Linked DNA regions of Danio rerio: all the other regions are linked to region 1. A link is a contact called in public Hi-C and HiCAR-type data. All regions are on one chromosome and are shown on one strand. The core of a region is the stretch at or near the end of the contact, and the rest is flanking DNA. Distances in the headings are between cores, read along the strand shown.

Region 1 (2,817 bases), core at 51-2,550:
TTCAATTCACTGCACTCTAAGTTTTACCCAACTATAACGACTTCTGCTGCTGAGAAACTCAAAAATGTGAAAACCTAAAGGGTCTATTGGTTTCAGCAAACAGACAGAAACAGACAGACAGATGAACATCGACTGGTAAAGGTTGGTTCAGTTTCTTGTGTAAGACCACAAAGCATAACTAAGAGACATAGGTATTACTTGATTACATTGGTACCTATTTTTTTTAATCCTTCTTATTGTTCTAACGATTTATAAAAAAGTCAACTGGGGTTGATTGCCTAAATTAACAGAAAACCTCAATCTTTGGAGGGTGTAGCACTGATTTATTTGGTTTCTTCTTAAAAGCAATTTTGACAATCTTTTAACTAAAATCTATAACCAAGTCCAATTGTACATGGCCAAACTCCATCTAATAAGCAAACACTTTAAAGTAACTGATGAAACAGCAATATCTGAAGAAACAAGCAGATCTGAGAAATCATTCAACTAGACTTCTTTGTTCAGCAATAACAGTGACAAGACTAAGTTACGTTTTAGGTTTTATTAAGCATCAAACATCGTAGAGTCAGAGATGAATAGTTCATTCCAGATACACAAATCTTACAGAGTTTCTTAGCATGGAACATTGCAAAACACATTTACAGTCAACTGATGAGGTTGTAGACAATGAGAAAATGTGGATCCCTGACAAAATCTAACGTCGATAAGTTTAAATTGTTTAAGCTGAATTGTTTCTTTCATTTTTTTTTGTTATGGATTTATTATTTATTTTATTATTTATTGGCAGCTTTTACACCAATCTAACACAAAAACTCATTCATCTTAAAACATGTGGTAGTAACTAAATACTATTGTAAATAAAGTTGAAATGCATCACTGCTAGGCTATATACGAGTAATGTGTTCATATAACGTTAACGTTATAATTCATGCTATCGAACTTGTACCATGTGATAACAAAAGAACGGGAGTTTGTTAAACATTTAAGAGTTATAAGGGCTACAACTCTTTTTACATTTAATTACACAGTCTGTATACAAGTGCTGTGTTGTCTCTGTAGGTATGCGCTACGAACACGATTTCAACAACAACGCTAAGAAACGAGCTACTTACCTTACGCTTTGAAGATATGTTTTTGGATGTTTACTGAAATATATTTGACTGGCTTGAAGCGACAGGTATACGCCGATGTCCACAACACAAGAACTGTGGGTGTAAAGTTACAATAAACGTGTTCGCGCTTCTCTTGCTTGCTGTTCCACAACACGTGCCGCTAGACCCGGTGTAGCGGAACAAATACGGCAAGCCGGATGCGCGTTTTGAAAATAGAAAACGACATTTCGTTGGGCTACTGTTCTTGCGTACGGAAGTCTAGCTAGGCCATGCATTAAAATATTACACAATGAATAGCAGACATACTAAAATGGTATAACCAAACAATTACTTGGAGATAAGCATATTAAGTTTAGATGCAAAAATCTATAAATGCCGTTTGATATTTTATTCTAAAAGTTGCATTTTTTTCTCACTTATTGATCACTTTTCTGTTTAGTGATTTATAAGTTCTTATCAATCACTGCCTTTAAAATAAAATAACTGACGAGCAGATTTAGTGATTTGGGGGCCCTAAGCAATTCTAGCCATGGCCCAAAAGTTTGTACTTTAATTGAGTATTAATTGATTTATTTTGCTGTATTTTTTCTTACATCACTCAATCTCCTTTTCTATATTTTTTCTTGATGCAAAACAAGAAAAAATACATATAAAGCATCTTGTAAAACGTTTTACATTATTTGTTTCTCAAAATGAATTTGCAACTAAAATAATATATAACTTTTTAATAGTTTAATTACATTTTTGGGCAATTCTTTAACTATGGGCACTTTTAACCTTGTGAAGTTGAGTAAAAAAAGCATAGCCTCATAAGTTTTTACAATTTGTCTAGTTTTAAGATCTGTAAGAGGACAAACTTATAAGAAGAGAAATTGTTCATATTTAACTTTTTTTTTTCCCATTGTGAAGATATGTCATTTCCTCCACATCTCAATATACAGCTTATTTCAAATTGAAATAAATTATGGCAGTCAAACATTGTCCAAGATCATTTTTTTAAAAAATCTAGTTTAACCAATCTTGCCACAATGTATACAATAATTCTAAATTTGTTAATGAAATAAATTAGTCCGTTAGGACCAAATGCCGAATTGTTCACCTGTCACACTCTAAATTTTTAATTTGGTTAAGAGCTTTTTTAGAAAATAAATAAACTGAATTTGTATATTAAATAGAGCATGAACTCAAACATTGTAAATATGCTTTTAATGTGTGATCAGAACTTTTTAATTAATTAAAAAAAAATTTTTAAATGTGTGTCGTAATGGAAATTACAGGGTGGTGGTGGAAATGACAATGAATCAATGTTAATGTAGAGAAACAGTGGATATTTATTAGAAAATTATTGAACTCTTAAGCTCACTCTTATTAAACTCAATTATACAACAAAATGACTAAGCATGACCACACATGTTTTTGCATGTGTAAGGCTGAGATTGATCTAAAAAAACTGATTTGTCTAACAGATGAACAGCAGCAGAACATTCTGTGAATAACCTATTATTATTACAATATATAAATATATAAAATAAAAGTACACATCTACAGGAGTTGGACATTAAAACTGAACGGCCTGGTTTTAAAGCACAATAGTTAATTAATGAAGCAGCACGGTGGCTCATTCATTGGTTAACATTGTTGGCTCACAACAAGAAGCCCGCTGGTTCGACCCTCTGCTGGGTCAGTTTGTGTCTCTGTTTGGAGT
Region 2 (2,744 bases), core at 237-2,736, 450 kb after region 1:
AGAGACAGACAGACTGAGGTCCCTTGGGTTCTGCATGAAGCATGTGTAGCGAGAGCATGTGCATACAGTTCAGAATATCAAATCTGATCTAATTAAAACCTTTGAACCATATGACACACAAAAATGAACAGCTGAAACATCCAGCGTGGTTTATTCGTTTGCCAACCAACGTGGTGCAATTATGCGGTCGCATTTGCTTCACTAAATAACCCTTTTCGATTATGTAATGTTTTAATTACAATTTTACACCGCCTATTTTATTTCCCATAGTCTTTTGGATGGATGTCAGGTCTGAAGAGGAGACAGCAGAGCGAGGGAGGGAGGGACGGACGGAGGAAGAGAGTTGAGGAGGAGGAGAAGGAGGAGGGTGCGTGCTGGAGATCTCGGAACGGAACAGACAGACAGGCGCGCGCGCGTGCGTGCGTGCGTGCGTGGCCGACGCGCGGGGAAGCTGACCGGACCCATGCGTGTCCCCCAGGTGACCTGCGTCTACGAGCACGGCCCGCGCGCTCCGGCTCATCTCATTGACGGCGTCACAATCAAGCTCAATGCGTTATAAACGCAACTGTATAGACGCCAATATTGCATGTTTAAAATATTACAAGAGCAATGAACTCATTGAACCCGAGCGCGTCTGTTCACCTCCCCGTACTATAGTTACTCGACGCTCTGAAAACGTTTCAAACCCATGAGGTATCCCCTTCAGCACAACGTGTCAAACACTAATATGTATCTGGCAGCCTTTTGTACGATTCAAGACACGCACAGAACATGCATATACAATCAGGTGGTAACTGTACCTTCCAGCCGGCTGAGCTATTGCTGTCTCCTTTATCCTTGAAATATGGCACAAATCGCACCATCCAGTCATAGATTTGCGATAAGGTGAGCCTTTTCTCTGGGGTGCTCTCAATGGCACGCGTGATCAGATCCGCGTAGGACTGGTTGCCCCACGCGTTCCGTCGCGACGACTTGGATTTGCGCAGCTGGCCGGCCACATCCAGCGCGGCGCCGGACATGCACGCTGGGGCTGCCGCTATAGGGGCAGGGGCGCCGGCTGGATGCTTGAACTCCGTCGGCGCCCCACCGCTCCGGCACGCCGGCACGTTGCGCGGCTCCACTTTCACAGGCAGCGCACGGCTCTCCTCCTCCGGACACGGCAGCGGCCAGGTGCACGACCTCGGTCGGCAGTGCGGCTCATAGTCGGCGTCCAGTTCAACCTGATGCGCGTCTATCCCGCTGCTCTCCATCATTAACATGCTGCTTTTGCGCGTCAAAAGGCAAGGTCAAGGGGGGAAAACAACAACAATGCGCCCTTAAATCCACTGATGATGGACTGTGTGTGATCTCTCAGTCTGTAGTCTTTTTACACCAAATGAGTAAAAGCAAAAGCACCGGGAGCCGTGAATAGACTGCTCATTCTTGTGTCTCTTGTCGCCTGTAATGTACTAAACACGCAAAAGCATCCAATGCATCACGATGTGCAACAGTCTGTCTTCCATATTACTGAACAATTCAGTCACACGCAAGCGGGTGTCCATAGGGCTGAGGTGCTGAAATCACACACCCATCACTGAAGCGTCTCGTGCATGCAAAGTCCCTTTAATCGCGCGCTCGCACCAACTGTTGATTGCTTTGACAGACGGTCTGACAGACACGCTGGGCAAAGCTTGTAAATCTATCTCATCAAGAAGGGCGAAATCAATTGACTTCCTCTGGAGTCTGGCCACAGTTTCCGTTTGTCTGGAGCTCTCCCGTCCCTTTTTTCTCTGCAGATTTGAAAGCGGTCTCTCACGCGAGCGCAGTCACTATTGCAATTGCTGATAGTAGACGCGGCGCGGGTGCCCTAAAAATAGGGTCGCGTGAATGGAGCGGCACAATTCTGCCGTTGAGCAATATTTTTCAAGGTTTTATTATAGTTGTTGTTATTATTATTTGCCTTAGATAAAATATTCAGACGAACATTCCTTCCACATCGGTTCACGCCTGTTTGCGGATGACTAGACGGGGCTGTAGCGGCGGATAAATGCTGCTATCAGATAATTGGACGGCGCTTGAATCAAGTCACTCCCTCCAGAACAGGTTTATCCGGGGGACGCGCATCTTCTACCACAAAACATTCATGCCTCTTTAGAAAGATTTACATGTGAAGGATTTGCGTCCAATCTTGAGGCAATTTGATCTTTAAAGTGAAGCAGCAATTATAAATTGCACTTGTAGACATATAATACTATTGTAGACTTTTATAACTCTGAGATGTTCATTTAAATTAATACAATTCGATAGAAAAACAAGTAAAAGTCACAAAATGTTCTAAATGGTAAAAACATCTTTAACTTGAATAACATCTATTTAATAGCCTATATTGTCTGTTTAGCTACAAACAATTAAATAAGCAATAGTCCAACAAATAACTAGGCTTTATGAATAGTTATGAATAAAGGTATGCATACTAATGAACTTAATATATTATATACATATCCAATACAATGTGATAAATACAATTGACATTTATCAATTGTGATATTGAAGTGAGTAAAAGTGATGGGATGGAGTGACGAGAGATATGTGCTCATCCCTTAGTTACAAAGAAAATTTATATATATATATATATATATATATATATATATATATATATATATATATATATATATATATATATATATATTTTTTTTTTTTTTTTTTTTTTTCGGCTTAGTCCCTTTATTAATCCGGGATACTTATCCAGCATGTTTCATGCCCTT
Region 3 (2,839 bases), core at 51-2,550, 490 kb after region 1:
AAAAAACTGAGAACAAAATGAATCACCTACTTCTCGCAGAAATCAACCATTAGTCCATTTTAGAAATTCTTGGGATAAATTTTTTTTTTATCCACTCTATTTATGGTTTTTTATTTCAGGGACTGATAATGTACGTTTCTGGATAGAGGTAAAGTCAGTTTTATATTCACACATTCGTTCATTGAGCAGTCTGTTTATTGTTTACCATGTTACTTTGAACATTTGCTCGGAATTATGCAAGTATGACTTTCTAAACAACAGTAACACTATACAATTCACTGTAAGCAATGTTGTACTTTGATAGTCATTGGCTGCTAATATGATTTCCCTATTTAGAATTTGCAAAAAATACTTTTCTGAAAATATATTATAAAGGAGAATGTCTGAATATTGAATATAAAACCAACTTTACCCCTATCATTTCTGGTAGTATTTCCCATCTACAAGTTTTCAGACATGAGAAACCATCAGGGTAAAGTTGGTTTTATATTCACGTATTAGGACTTTCTCCTTGATAAAAAAATTTCTGAAAAGTATTATTCGCAAATTCTAAATAGGGATATATTAGCAGCCAGTGACTATCAAAGTACAACATCCACAATCTATTAAATAGTGCTAATGTTGTTTTGAAGTCATGCATGTGATTTCAGACCGAATATTCAAAGTACCATGGTAAACAATATAAGGAGAGTCTCACTGAATGAATGTGCGAATATAAACCAACTTTACCATTGAGATATATCTTATAATGACTTTGCACATTGAACGCTAATTGGAATTTTTCCCCATGACGTTTTAATATATTTTTAAACTATTATATAAGGGTAAACAACAACATTCATCACTGTTTATTTAACAGTAATGTTAATTCGTCTTACCTCTATTAATTTGTCTCCTTTAACCACATCCAAATGAAGTCCAGGTGGAGGTTTTCCTGCCCTGAGATTAAATGTTATTAAATTAAATTATTCAACATTAAATACTAAAATGTGCAACGCAACACGAAATAGCGGATCCATATACATGGCACAAATTAGCCACATAAAAACAGAATAAAAGTCCATTCATTAACGCAATTATGCATATTCGATATTTTACTGTGTGTTGAGTTTCTGTCTGCGACTCTTGTTTACAGGGGTAAATTGCATTGTTTGTATTTATGCATTAATGACCTACTAGGTAGCTCCACACACATGCATGCAGGACTTCACTTTGAGTGCAAAAATGAAGTAATTGGTTTCTTATCTCACCATGACGGGCAGTCAAAGCCTGTTGTGTTTGTGCTTGCAATAGCCGCCATTTTGCACAACCGCGGTGAACGCTGGGTAATTACGGGGTGTTATTGAGAATTGTGGGATTTGAAGTTTGTTTGTCAAATCATGGGTTGGCTTGCTAAAGGTATCACTGTACATTCTATCTACACACGGTTAAATAAATGAAATTCTTTAGTATAATGTTCATATTGTTTTCATTCCAACTGGAATCTTATCATAAAGCTAGTTTTTTCTTTTCAATTTGCCTAGTGTAGCTATGTGCCTTCATGCAGGCCCATGACAAAGACAAACGTTTAAACCATGCATTGTATCAATACAATTTTATAATTTTTTGATAAATAAATACAGTAGGCTACAATTTTTTTTTTTTTTGCTGAAAACTTGCACAGCATTTCAAATGATAGACGAAAACTACACATTGTATCAACCTAATTTTATAATTTTATATATTGCCTGTCATGTTTTAATGTGAGAGAAATAAAACAATACAGATAAAAACACAAAGAAAAAATGATATCTGCAAAAATTTCTTGTACAAAACTATTTAAATTTGTTGAATTTAAACAATTAAACAATTTAAATTTTGTAATTCATTTATTTATTCATTTTCTTTTCTGTTTAGTCTGATTACTAATCTAGGGTCGCCACAGCGGAATGAACCGTTAACTTATCCAGCATAATTTTTATGCAGCGTATGCCCTTCACTGAAAAAAGTGTTGCATGCAGAACTGTTGCAAACAATTTATTTGTGTTGAATTTAAACAAACAAATTAAGTTTAACAATGTTCAACTTAATTTGTTTGTTTAAATTCAACACAAATAAAATGTTTACAACCACTTAACGTAAAAAAATTGAGTAAATCCAAGGAATCATCTCTGAATAATTTTTTTCAGTGTTCTAGCTGCAACCCATGATTAAGAAACATCCACACACACAACAGACAATTTAGCTTACCCAATTCACCTGTACTGCATGTCTTTGGACTTGTGGGGCAAACCGGAGCACCCGGAGGAAGTGAAACCAGGGAGAACATGCAAACTCCACACAGAAATGCCAACTGACCCAGCCGAGGCTCCAATCAGCAACCTTCTTGCTGTCAAGCGACAGCACTACTGACTGTGCCACGGTCCACACCACCTAAATTTAGTAATGTTCAACTATTACAATATTTTATTTTTAATTATATTTTTATTTTATATCAGTAGATATACACATCGACTTACCTGCAGCCAGTCTTGTAGAAAGGTTTGCGCGGTGCTGATACCTTGTTTTAGTCTTCACTGGATGCAACGTATTTCACTTTCCATTTTTTAAATCAGTTTTTATATATATATATATATATATCAAGGGATTTAGATCTCAACTGGGTCTTTTTAAATAAGGGCAAATACAGGCCTACTGTAAAGAAATTAGCAGTCAAATTAGCAGTTTTCTGTATTTTGTTATTCATGTTTTCTATGCTTTGAAATTGCCTTATGGGACTTTTTAATGTTAAAAAGATTAAAAAAGTGACTTGGGATTTTTAATTGATATTGTCTGGATTGGGATTGTAAATTACAAAAAC

Evidence for each region. A called contact is a pair of places that touch in the nucleus more often than the background predicts. HiCAR-type assays count read pairs that join an accessible place to other places.
Region 2: a contact with region 1 is called in a HiCAR-type map of caudal fin, with 5 times the contacts expected there. The contact joins the promoter of foxo6b here to the promoter of ctps1a in region 1. A contact is called at or near these places in 2 of 4 datasets of contacts at active chromatin or transcription factors (caudal fin and embryo).
Region 3: a Hi-C map of embryo shows a contact between it and region 1, with 2.1 times the contacts expected there. The contact joins the promoter of ppp1r8a here to the promoter of ctps1a in region 1. A contact is called at or near these places in 7 of 18 Hi-C or Micro-C datasets (caudal fin, embryo, hematopoietic stem cells and 1 more) and 1 of 4 datasets of contacts at active chromatin or transcription factors (caudal fin).

What each region holds. Positions count from the first base shown.
Region 1 is chr19:17,173,856-17,176,672 of GRCz12tu, reverse strand. ctps1a (CTP synthase 1a) reads right to left here and starts at 1,300. Exons shown (of 19, transcript NM_199211.2): 1 at 1,113-1,300.
Region 2 is chr19:16,728,427-16,731,170 of GRCz12tu, reverse strand. It overlaps foxo6b (forkhead box O6 b), which reads right to left and starts at 1,486. Exons shown (of 2, transcript NM_001135132.2): 1 at 801-1,486. The coding sequence starts at 1,259. All of the region lies in intron 2 of ftr55 (finTRIM family, member 55), which reads left to right.
Region 3 is chr19:16,678,880-16,681,718 of GRCz12tu, reverse strand. ppp1r8a (protein phosphatase 1, regulatory subunit 8a) reads right to left here and starts at 1,300. Exons shown (of 7, transcript NM_001100952.1): 1 at 1,251-1,300; 2 at 879-939. The coding sequence starts at 1,300. The region is part of intron 2 of ftr55 (finTRIM family, member 55); the gene reads left to right.